2 separate regions of the Drosophila melanogaster genome follow, and region 2 is linked to region 1. The links are chromatin contacts, called in public Hi-C maps. All regions are on one chromosome and are shown on one strand. The core of a region is the stretch at or near the end of the contact, and the rest is flanking DNA. Distances in the headings are between cores, read along the strand shown. Region 1 holds the start of lncRNA:CR44060 (long non-coding RNA:CR44060). Region 2 holds the start of CG43401.

The links. Hi-C and Micro-C count contacts between places; a contact is called where the count stands out from the background.
Region 2: a contact with region 1 is called in a Hi-C map of the S2 cell line, with 2.8 times the contacts expected there. A contact is called at or near these places in 3 of 107 Hi-C or Micro-C datasets (the ML-DmBG3-c2 cell line and the S2 cell line).

The regions. Positions count from the first base shown.
Region 1 is chr2L:848,537-853,330 of dm6, forward strand. lncRNA:CR44060 (long non-coding RNA:CR44060) reads left to right here and starts at 2,166. Exons shown (of 1, transcript NR_073684.1): 1 at 2,166-2,627. drongo (drongo,) reads right to left here and starts at 2,535. Exons shown (of 5, transcript NM_057891.3): 1 at 1,363-2,535. The coding sequence starts at 1,532. It overlaps CG4291, which reads right to left and starts at 4,194. Exons shown (of 4, transcript NM_001272917.1): 1 at 4,092-4,194; 2 at 3,963-4,035; 3 at 3,182-3,906; 4 at 2,715-3,123. The coding sequence starts at 4,093. The coding sequence ends at 2,907. It overlaps kraken (kraken,), which reads left to right and starts at 4,232. Exons shown (of 3, transcript NM_057917.4): 1 at 4,232-4,469; 2 at 4,656-4,742. The coding sequence starts at 4,400.
Region 2 is chr2L:1,426,120-1,430,913 of dm6, forward strand. CG43401 reads left to right here and starts at 2,355. Exons shown (of 1, transcript NM_001298633.1): 1 at 2,355-3,040. The coding sequence starts at 2,549. The coding sequence ends at 2,728.

The DNA of each region.
Region 1 (4,794 bases), core at 916-3,415:
CATTTACATGCCAACATTTGTTTCCCTTGGCAGTTGGCAACAAGGTTTGAGGACTAAGGATTGAGGATTGAGCACCGCACACCGAAGACTGAGGAATGGGCAATGAGTCATCGAAACAAGAGTTGGGGACTGCAGAGTGCAGCAGGGCGAACGCATTGCAGTTGGCTACTTTTCAACCTGGTTCCGATGATAGAGATAACTCAGCGGAGAAACCCGCATGCTGTCCAATTGAGAGGCCACAATCTGGGGCACACGAATCGTGGGAGACTGGGCTTCTGGACCTGGGCCAAGCGGAAGTTTAAGAGCAATCATGTAATGTGCTTGATCCGGAAATGCGTAAATCAAATGAAATGCAGTGTCGGCGGAGTGGTAATACATATATGACCCCAATTTGGCCATAGTGCTCACAAATCAAAGCCAATTTGCCAAATTACTTAGAGGGGCAAAAATAAAAAATAAACTGAGGGGCGCCAAGGACACCCACAACTCAACCGCCAGGTGGGCGGCTCTCGAAAACGTCTCCCCACGGAAAAACACGAATAGAAAGCGACGCCGGCGAAGACAAAACAATTTCGTTCGCCGCGATGTCGCGCAATTGAAAGTTTTGTCTTCGATTTGCATTTGCATTCAAAAAGGAAAGGAAGCCAAATTGTGCGAAATTGTTCGAAATTGTTGGGGAATTGCTTTCGCTTTCACACACAATACGAAATAATAATGGGGGGCGGGATCGGACATTGCATCGATCGATCGCAAATTATCGGTCACTCCACTCGGGCACAGATCCCAAATGGACGTCAGGCGAGTTCAAATTGGCTGGGTTCAAGTCAAGATAACACGGGAGACCAAGAAAGGTCCACGGATCGACGTTGATAGCTCTCAATTTGCATTTCTATTTTTGGAAACACTCAAGGCAATATTTTATATGACTCCTAAACGCAGTGGGGGTAGCCCATTTGGCAGTTATCAGAATATGTATATAGGTAGCCAGCTTTTTGATAAAAAACATGTGTGAATTCAACCAAAAGCCATTCAAGAAAGCCATAACCATAAATGTCGTATATCTGGATTCTTCTTGTGGAAGATTTTAAGAGATTTGTCAGTTCATAACCCACCATCCTTATTCTACAAATCTCAAGCTAGATCAATCTGTGCATCGGAAATTGTTTGAAATATTTTCCAGAGGTATCTTGAATACCTGGTAAACTCAAAGAGACAACCAAAGAAATAACTAAAATATGAATAGCCAAGTTACAGTTACATTCTCATAACAAAGGTCACCTAGCAGGCGACTTATGCCTAATTCCTGGATCTACCCTACATTATCCCAGACTAGAAAACAACAACAAGAAGGCAAATACTTACAGGACTCCGGAGCAGCGGGTGCAGACAAAGGATCCGATGGTCATGTTCACGTAGGTTGGTCCTTTTTGGCCGCAGTCGAAGCACTGCCGATTGCTCCCCGTCCCGCTGGCCACTAGTTCCCGCAGGGCGAGCAGGTACTTGTCGTCCTGTTTCTTGCGCACCACCGCCATTGTCGCCGTCTCTGTCGCTCCCTTGGCCGCCGCCCTTTGTACCGCTTCCGGTACTACTGACGTCGACGTTGTCGTTGTTGTTGCTCCTGCTGCTGCGATGAGCGGCCTGACGGAGGGTCCGCTACCTGCGCGCTCCTCCTCGGATTCCTCCGCTTCCGCTTCGTGGCTCTGAGCCCGATCCTCGTCGGATCCAGCTAGCTGCTCGGTGTCCGAGGGCAGCCGCTCCTCGGGGGGCGGGAGTGGGTGGTGGTGGGTGGACCGCTCGGCCGCGTAGGGCGCAAAGGGGGCGACGGCGGTGCGGTAGGAGGAGGCGGCGTGGGGCGCGGAGCTGTTGTAAGCGTACACGAACTGAATCTTGCCTGATTTTTTGAATTCTTTCGGGAATTGGTATCGTTTACTTTCTGCTCCAAATTGACGTAAATTTCCGCTGTTATCGTTTTTTGCCTATCGTAATGGCTGGCTATCAGGATCGTTTAGGGAATCAAAAATTTTTATCGGGAATGCGAAACTGACGTAATTCCCCTTCCCCTCTTCTAAGCTTTCCTTTCCTTTTCTTTACGCAATTTTTGGCTTGACCTTTCCTCTCCTTCGACGCACACTCACACACTCACTTTGACACTCACACTGACAGGTGTGTGTGTGCGGTGCGATTTATCGAAAACCACTTTTCCGATTGCCCGTGTTATTGTTTACTTTTCACTTCTTCGACTCGCAGAATTTCGCTTCAATTCAATCTATTTACACCGAGTGCCGCTGCAATTGCCACACAGATTTCAGATTTCAATTGAAATTTCGACGCTGCGAATGCACTCGCCACTTTTGCTGCTTCCCCTTCTCCTTGTTTGTTTGCAGTGCGGATTCGAAGACGAGTGGAAAACGAACAGCGAAACGAAACGGAACGAAACCAAACAGCACAGCGCACTCGAAACAAAATAGCGCGACTCGACTCAACACAATTCCGACGCAAATTCCGACCGCTCGCCTACAACAACAGCAGCAGAGTGACCGTTGGCGGACGGGAGAAACATACCTCGTGTTGCCGCTGGAAATGCACTAAAATTGGACGGAGCTCTAAGACCTAAATATGCCGCAACTAAAGCACAGACACACACCGATTGAACCTAATTCGATAACTGTTATCGAAATTTAAAACTTTTTAAAAAACATATTACTATTTAAAATGTTGGGAAATATTTATTGAATGCAAGTCGACTAAAGATAATAATAATTCTACAATAGCTATGTTTAATCTAATATTAGTTAAACGCATCTCACTTTTTAATTGGTATAAGCAAACACTTAAAAACCTAAACATTTCCTATGCCTAAACCTAACTAGTAGGTGAAATATGCACATAAGCACATGGAGTACTTCTTAATCCTCGGCGCGCTGGCGGCTGTTTCCCTTCCTGATGAATTTCCGCTTGAACGTGGCGGGCGCAGTGGCGGCTATCTCCTCATCCAGACCGCCAATCGTCTTTTCCTTGAACTTCTTGACTGGAGGTTCTGGTTCACTCGAGGCGGAAACCACGGGCGCAGCACTGTAGTAATCCGTTTTGGGTAGCTGCCAGTCGATGGGCTGCTCAGGTGCTCTACAAAAATCCATAAATTTATCAGTAAATGCATTTGAACCTAGTAGGAAGGCCCTACTTCACTTCCACAGTTTGCCACTGTCCAATCTCTTTGGTGGCCGCCTCTTCCTCCGTTTTGAATGTCTGACGCCTCTCCTCCTTCTGCTTCTTTTCCTTGGGATTGTCCGTCCTGCGGAAGGCTTTCATCTTCTCTCGGTTCACCCTCGCCACTTCCTCGTCGACATTGGCGCGGAATTTCAGCGATTCCTCGGCCTGGGAGATCTGCTGCTGGTCGATGGCCAGCTGGTTGATGCGCTCGTACTCCTCGTAGGACAGATAGCCCTCTTTCGGCGGCTTCCACACGGATTCATTGGTCTTCACGTTCCAATAGTAGGTGTGTCCCTCGTCCGACTTGCCCTCCACCCAGAGGGATGCCTCGGGCACGGCTGCGTCGCTTGTTACCTTGCCGGGAGCCACCCGCCTCTGGTCTTCTTCTTCGTCGGACAATCCTTCCAGGCGCATGGGGTCCACTTGGCGTGATCTTCCGGCGAAGGAGTGAGCTCCGCCTGAGGCGGCAGCAGTGGCGGTGGCCCTCATTACCGTGTTAATGGACCTGGCGGTCATGTCACCGCGCGAATGGACATCCTGTGCGTACGACTTCATGGCCGCCTCCTCCATCTTGCGGATCTCCGCGTCCATTTTCTGGCGCTCCCGCTCCGATTTCTCGCTGTTGCGACTGATGTCCGTGATCCGCTTGGCCACATTCATCTTGTGCCGCTTGCCACTCTCGTGGAAGGCGACGCTCTGCGGGATTAGGGGTCATTAGAGTGCCGAAAAGCGAGTTTATTCTATGGACTCACCGCCTTGTTGTCGCTCAGCCAGCATTTGCAGAAGTCGCAGAACTTGCGCTCGTTTGATTTCCAGTACTCCGTCCTGTTGGAATCGAGAGTTAGCTATGGCAAAGCCGGAGGATAATAACGCAGACTTACATGATGATTTCTCAGCTTAATTGTTTCGAATACAAGTAATATTAAATTTTGTTTGCAATCGCAAATGAAAACAATGTGCGGGAGTTGCCACCCAGTCGCGAATGGAGCTGCACAATAGCTCCGTATCTGACTTTCTAGCCATTCCACCGCCAAACCGACATATCTGTCAATAGCTATTGACAATCGAATTCCGTTGATCGGCAAAACTTTGCGACTTTAGTTAGTCGCTTTTTGAGATTCCCCGAGGCAGGAGCTCGCCCGATCCGCGTCCAGCATTACGGAGCACCATTTGCGAGCAGCAATTAGCCATGGGCCAGACACGCGTGGCAGCAACAACAGCGGCGCAATCTCCCGCGGCGGAACTTTCGCCAGAGACAAGTGAGTAAACCGGAGGAGGAGGTCGTGGTCAGGTCACCGACTCGCACGCTCTGCGCACCTGAGTCCGAAGTTTCCGCTGGTTGCGCTTCACCTGGCCCGCGGGCGATTTCACCAGACGCAGACCATTTCGTCACAGCTTGCTTTGGTTTTAGTTGAATTACTTATGTGGATTCCCCCTGCTTTCAGATGGCCAGACGGAGGAGCCCCTGCAGCTGCTGGGCGAGGACAGCTGGGAGGAGTTCTCTATCGCGGTGCCCTGGGGAACCGTTGAGGGTGAGTCACCTGCCAGCCGTTTCCTAATCAACAGCATCGACCATTCATGGCA
Region 2 (4,794 bases), core at 1,105-3,604, 580 kb after region 1:
ACGAATCTTATCTGCAGGTCAAGAGCGTCGGCGACCCAAGATGCCTATAAAAATTGAAAATTACCAACGCAACGAGATAGAGTCACAGCTACAGATGCACATACAGGTACAGATACAGATACACATTCTGTTACAGGGTTGAGGGCATCTCGAATCGCAGCCATGAATGAAATGCGTACTGAATGAAATGGGTCTGGTCTGGGAAACAGACTCCCCAGAGCCAAATCCAGAACTCGAACTCGACTCATCGCCATGGCAAATTCGAGCTAAAAGACACAAAAAACAATGTTCTTCTTCCCCCATTATGATTATTATAGTTTTTGTTCAGCTGTGTGACAATGTCGGATTCGATTCCCGTGTCTTTCGCTCGCATTTCAATCGTCGGATGAACGCAGCACCGATCCGAATCCGAATCAGGGTTCTGCTGTCGCAGAGGCGTCGATAAAACCGCAGGGGGTCATACATTTTTCGAGCTTCTTGCGTTTTGTTTGCCTGGAAATATCAATTGAAGTAGCCGCCGGCAGTCCGGCCAAAGTTATCGCCAAAAAATAAAGAATGTTCCTCGGGGAGATACAAGTTCTGTTTCTTCCTGCAATATAACTTTTATTTTTGTTTTTAGTCACTGCAACCCTTTTCTCTTGTCTCTCTCGTTGTTTTTTCATACTGGGAATGTGTCATGTAAGATAGGAATTATCGTCGGTGGGTATTTTCGAAGGGGTAATGACATGACAACTTCAACTAAAGAAGAATGAGCCTTGGAATCACAGTCACACCACCATAATAAATTATTTTTATGTCGTGTACATTTAACCAATCTAGTGGTTTTTTCAAACTTCAGGTCCCTCCAATTCATAAAAAATATTTAATATTTGTATTTAGTTACAGGTAATGTGTGCGTCTACCCTTTCTCGAAATACGCATCTTCTCGCTGCTATCGCACACGATTTAGTGTCGTCTTTGTTGCTTATCTGCGGCTGTTTTCTTCCAGCAGAAGACGCGTCTTCGGCCCGATCCACCTCTCCGGTATCCCCGTCTCGTTCTCCGATTAGCCCCCTCTGTCGCACTTGGAAGACGTCTGGGGAGCGTGTGTCATCGCAGTTAAGTGGCGCGGCAAAGAGTTAATCTCGTCGATAATTATAATTTATGGCTCGCTGTGGGTTCACCTTCTTCAAAAATACTGCAACTTAGCGTGGATGCAGTTCACTTCTTCAGTTATTTCCTTTATTTATTTCAGTTTGTTTTGTTGCTTCTCTTTGGGGCTACAGTGCTCCATCATAATCTCAATTTTAATTGGAGTTTCGGCATAAAGGAAAATCAACGCATTGAGTTGTTTTCCTTATTTTTACTTTTCGCTGCCGTCAAACTGACAATATTTATGATTCAGATTGCTCATTGTAATTGATCATTGTCTGTGGCGATCATAAACCATGGGCCCCACTGTACTGCTGCGTTTATGGCGCGCCCAATTATGTCAATCACAGTTAGGGGCTACTACACTTTTCCGTTGACCACATTTCACTCGTGGCCGGAACACCTCCCCCCACACTCACCTACATAGATACCGGAGCTCCATTGTATCTATATCGTAATTTATCAAATTGATAAGGCCGGGAGGCGATGTCTGGAGGTGGAATGATCAATGGGGTGCCCTGTGATCGCAGCTAGTCCTTAATCTCGGCCACATTAACTCAATTTGCGTGATAAATAATAAGCGCGGCTCAGCATTCGAGCAAATCGTCTGCTCACTCTGCTCAGCCACAATCATAATTTATCAGTGGCCCATCGCACAGTGGGACGAAAGTGGCGCAAACAATGTCTATAACTGGGTATTATGTATATGAACAATAGTGATTCCCCTAACCATCTGTCTTATTTATATGTTACTTAGATTTGCATTTAACAAACTATTTTCAAATTTAATTTTTGTGGAATTAGAGGGCATACCACAGTGAACTCAAAGCCTGGTCAGAACGAATCTATTTAAAGACCCACTCTGAGCGGCAACCACCTCCCGTTTAACTCGCCCACCTCCATTCCGATTCGGAATTCCCATCCACTTCCACCTCGACCCCAACATCAACCCCAACCGAAGTCTCCACCTCCTCCCGAGTGCGAACAGGCCCAGAGCACTTAATCATGCGAGTCTTGTTGCAGATTAACTCATTACTTAACACTTTTCCACCGCCGAAGAAACTGACGGATGTTGATGAGCATAATTGTGTGGCCACAGTGTAAATCGGAAAGGCCAGCTAAACTGGCGAGATGAAGACGACAACACCTACAAATCAGCAAGGCCTCAGATACACTGAACAAAAATTTAAATGAAATTTTAAGAAAATATTGAGCTATGTTTCTTGACTTTTTAAGTCTTTTCTTTCTTGACCTTTTTAATCAAATAAAATTAGAAACGCACAATAGTTCTTAAATCCGTATCACAAGATAATATCTTGAATATACAAATATTTCTTGTAGTGATATCCCCTGTGGGGCGTGCCCATCGACATCGATTTGGACTGTTTCGTGCGCTGGGGAAAATGTTTCAAAATTGATGTTCACCTTCTGCCATGTTTGCCAACCCTCCTTGGAAGTCGGGGGACTCCTCCTAATGACTCGGAATATGTTTTGCCGTATTCGTAGCATTAACATTCCTTCGCAGCCGAAAATGTCTTCAGAACATATAGTGGATGTTGCGCAAACAGGCTTAAGTAGAACTCATCCGAGTAAGTAGCTCATGGATGTCACTGGAAACTGTTGTGCTGATGGCTTTCTGGGATTGGCATGGCTTCGAGTGCATCGGCGGTTAATTATACTTACAAAGATTTTGTGTGGCATATTCGGAATTAAAATTAATGATCTCCGATGAAAATCAAGCGACAAGATTCATTTGCATAAGGAAGTCAATTGGGGGAAATTGACAAGAAGGAAGTGTGGAGATGATTGGGAGATTGGAAGGGAAGCAGGCAAATTCCATGAAATGTATTATTTCTTCAGAAAACTTGTGAGTAAATAAACAATAACTTAACAAGTGCACTCCCACTTCAAAATCATTGTGAATTCCTTCCCAATCAATTAACTTTTCGGTAATAGAGCCATAACGAAATTGTTATTCAGCACCATAGGTTTCCTACAGTTCTTAACAATTAAAACTATTGAAAGCCCAAAAATTTGTTATAATTATTTATTGCACCTTATTTTTCAACAAATTTATTCTGGGCAAACGAGGCTCCCTGGAATATTTTCATATATTATTTATTGAATTCATAACTCAGGCGAGTTTCCATTTCACCAGCAGGATTTATGTGATTTCTAGGCAAATTTACAAGCATTAATTGAACAAAACTCTCACGCACACGCATCGGGCCATATAAAATGCGGCTGACAGACGTCAGAATGGAGAAATGCGTAGATAACTACTGAGGAATCAAAGCGAACCACTCCCGAAAATCCCACTCCACCGATGGAGTATTTCATTTCATTTGTTTTACCGATTTTTCCGGCATGGCCTGCATATTGTCTGCCGTCCGGAGAGCCATAACCAATTATTTACCAACACTCTCGTGTCCTCGAACATCCTGGACAATCGGAAATGCAGTCGAGAATGCGAGTGCAACCCTCTGTCGCAGTTTCCATGGCCATTGCCGTAATTACAGACATTTTTGCCACAATTGTGCTACAAATTTAATGGTCTCTCTCTACCTGGATTGCGTATGCAAAGGGCAAATTTATGGCTCTGTGAAATCTTTTTCCGATTTTGTGGTTTTGTCCGACTCGGTGATCATTCAAGCAAACGATTCCGATCTTTCCCACTCTCCATCTTCCATCCCAGTCGACAATAATCCCCCGGATAAACTTGGTCTATATGGTAAACGAGAAGATTGAAGAACTTTGGCCAGAAAAGCGCTCAGCGTTTGTAATCCTTTAATGGCCAACTATAAATGCACAAAGCACAAAGCTTAGGGGCCAACTGATAAATTTCCCTCATTACTTCCTCTCTATGCTTAATCCATTGTGTTTTCCGATGACTAAGAACTCCCATTTGTTGTGGCAGCCAAATAGGGAACAAAAATAAATCCATGTATTATTGGGCGATATATTCACCTAATATTAAGACTCAGGTTTATATGGAGTTTATCCAGCACTTTCATAGCATTCAGATATCCAACAATTATTAAAAGAAATACTCTTATGATGTTTGCATTTTGTTCTAATACTTACTTGCCTTCCCACTCATCATCCCAAGGCATTGTTTAACCTATTTCCCATATTCCGTGTGGCTTTTTGTTCGATAAGCCATCACCGCATCTGTAAGATGCGCTGAAGAGTATCTTTTCTTGTTGACTTGCTAATGAAAGCAAATGCATATGATTAATTACAAGGGAGTCTCCGCCTGTGACAGCAACAACAAATGAGCATTTTTATGTTGTCTCAACCCCTCAACTTTCCTGACTTCCCCGATTTTCTCGACTCTGCCGCCTTTTTAAAAATAACATCAAAGCAAACAAAGGCCAGTGAAAATATGAACTGCAAACTGCAGCGATTTGGGCAGGCACAACTCGCAGCAGGGAAAAATCGGGAAGTGGCGAGTGGAAAACCCAAGACTCAGATGAAAATCTTGGCGACAGTTGAGCAGTCGAACAGTTGTTGTTGTTGTTCCGCTTGTTGTTCCTGTTATTATTGCCTTTGGGGAGACCGTCTCATTGGCATGGGCCAACTTCTTCCAGCCACATCTCGGCTGGTCCTCCTCGTCCGCGTCTCCATCTTCATTTCCATCTGACGAGTGTCTGGCTGACAGGC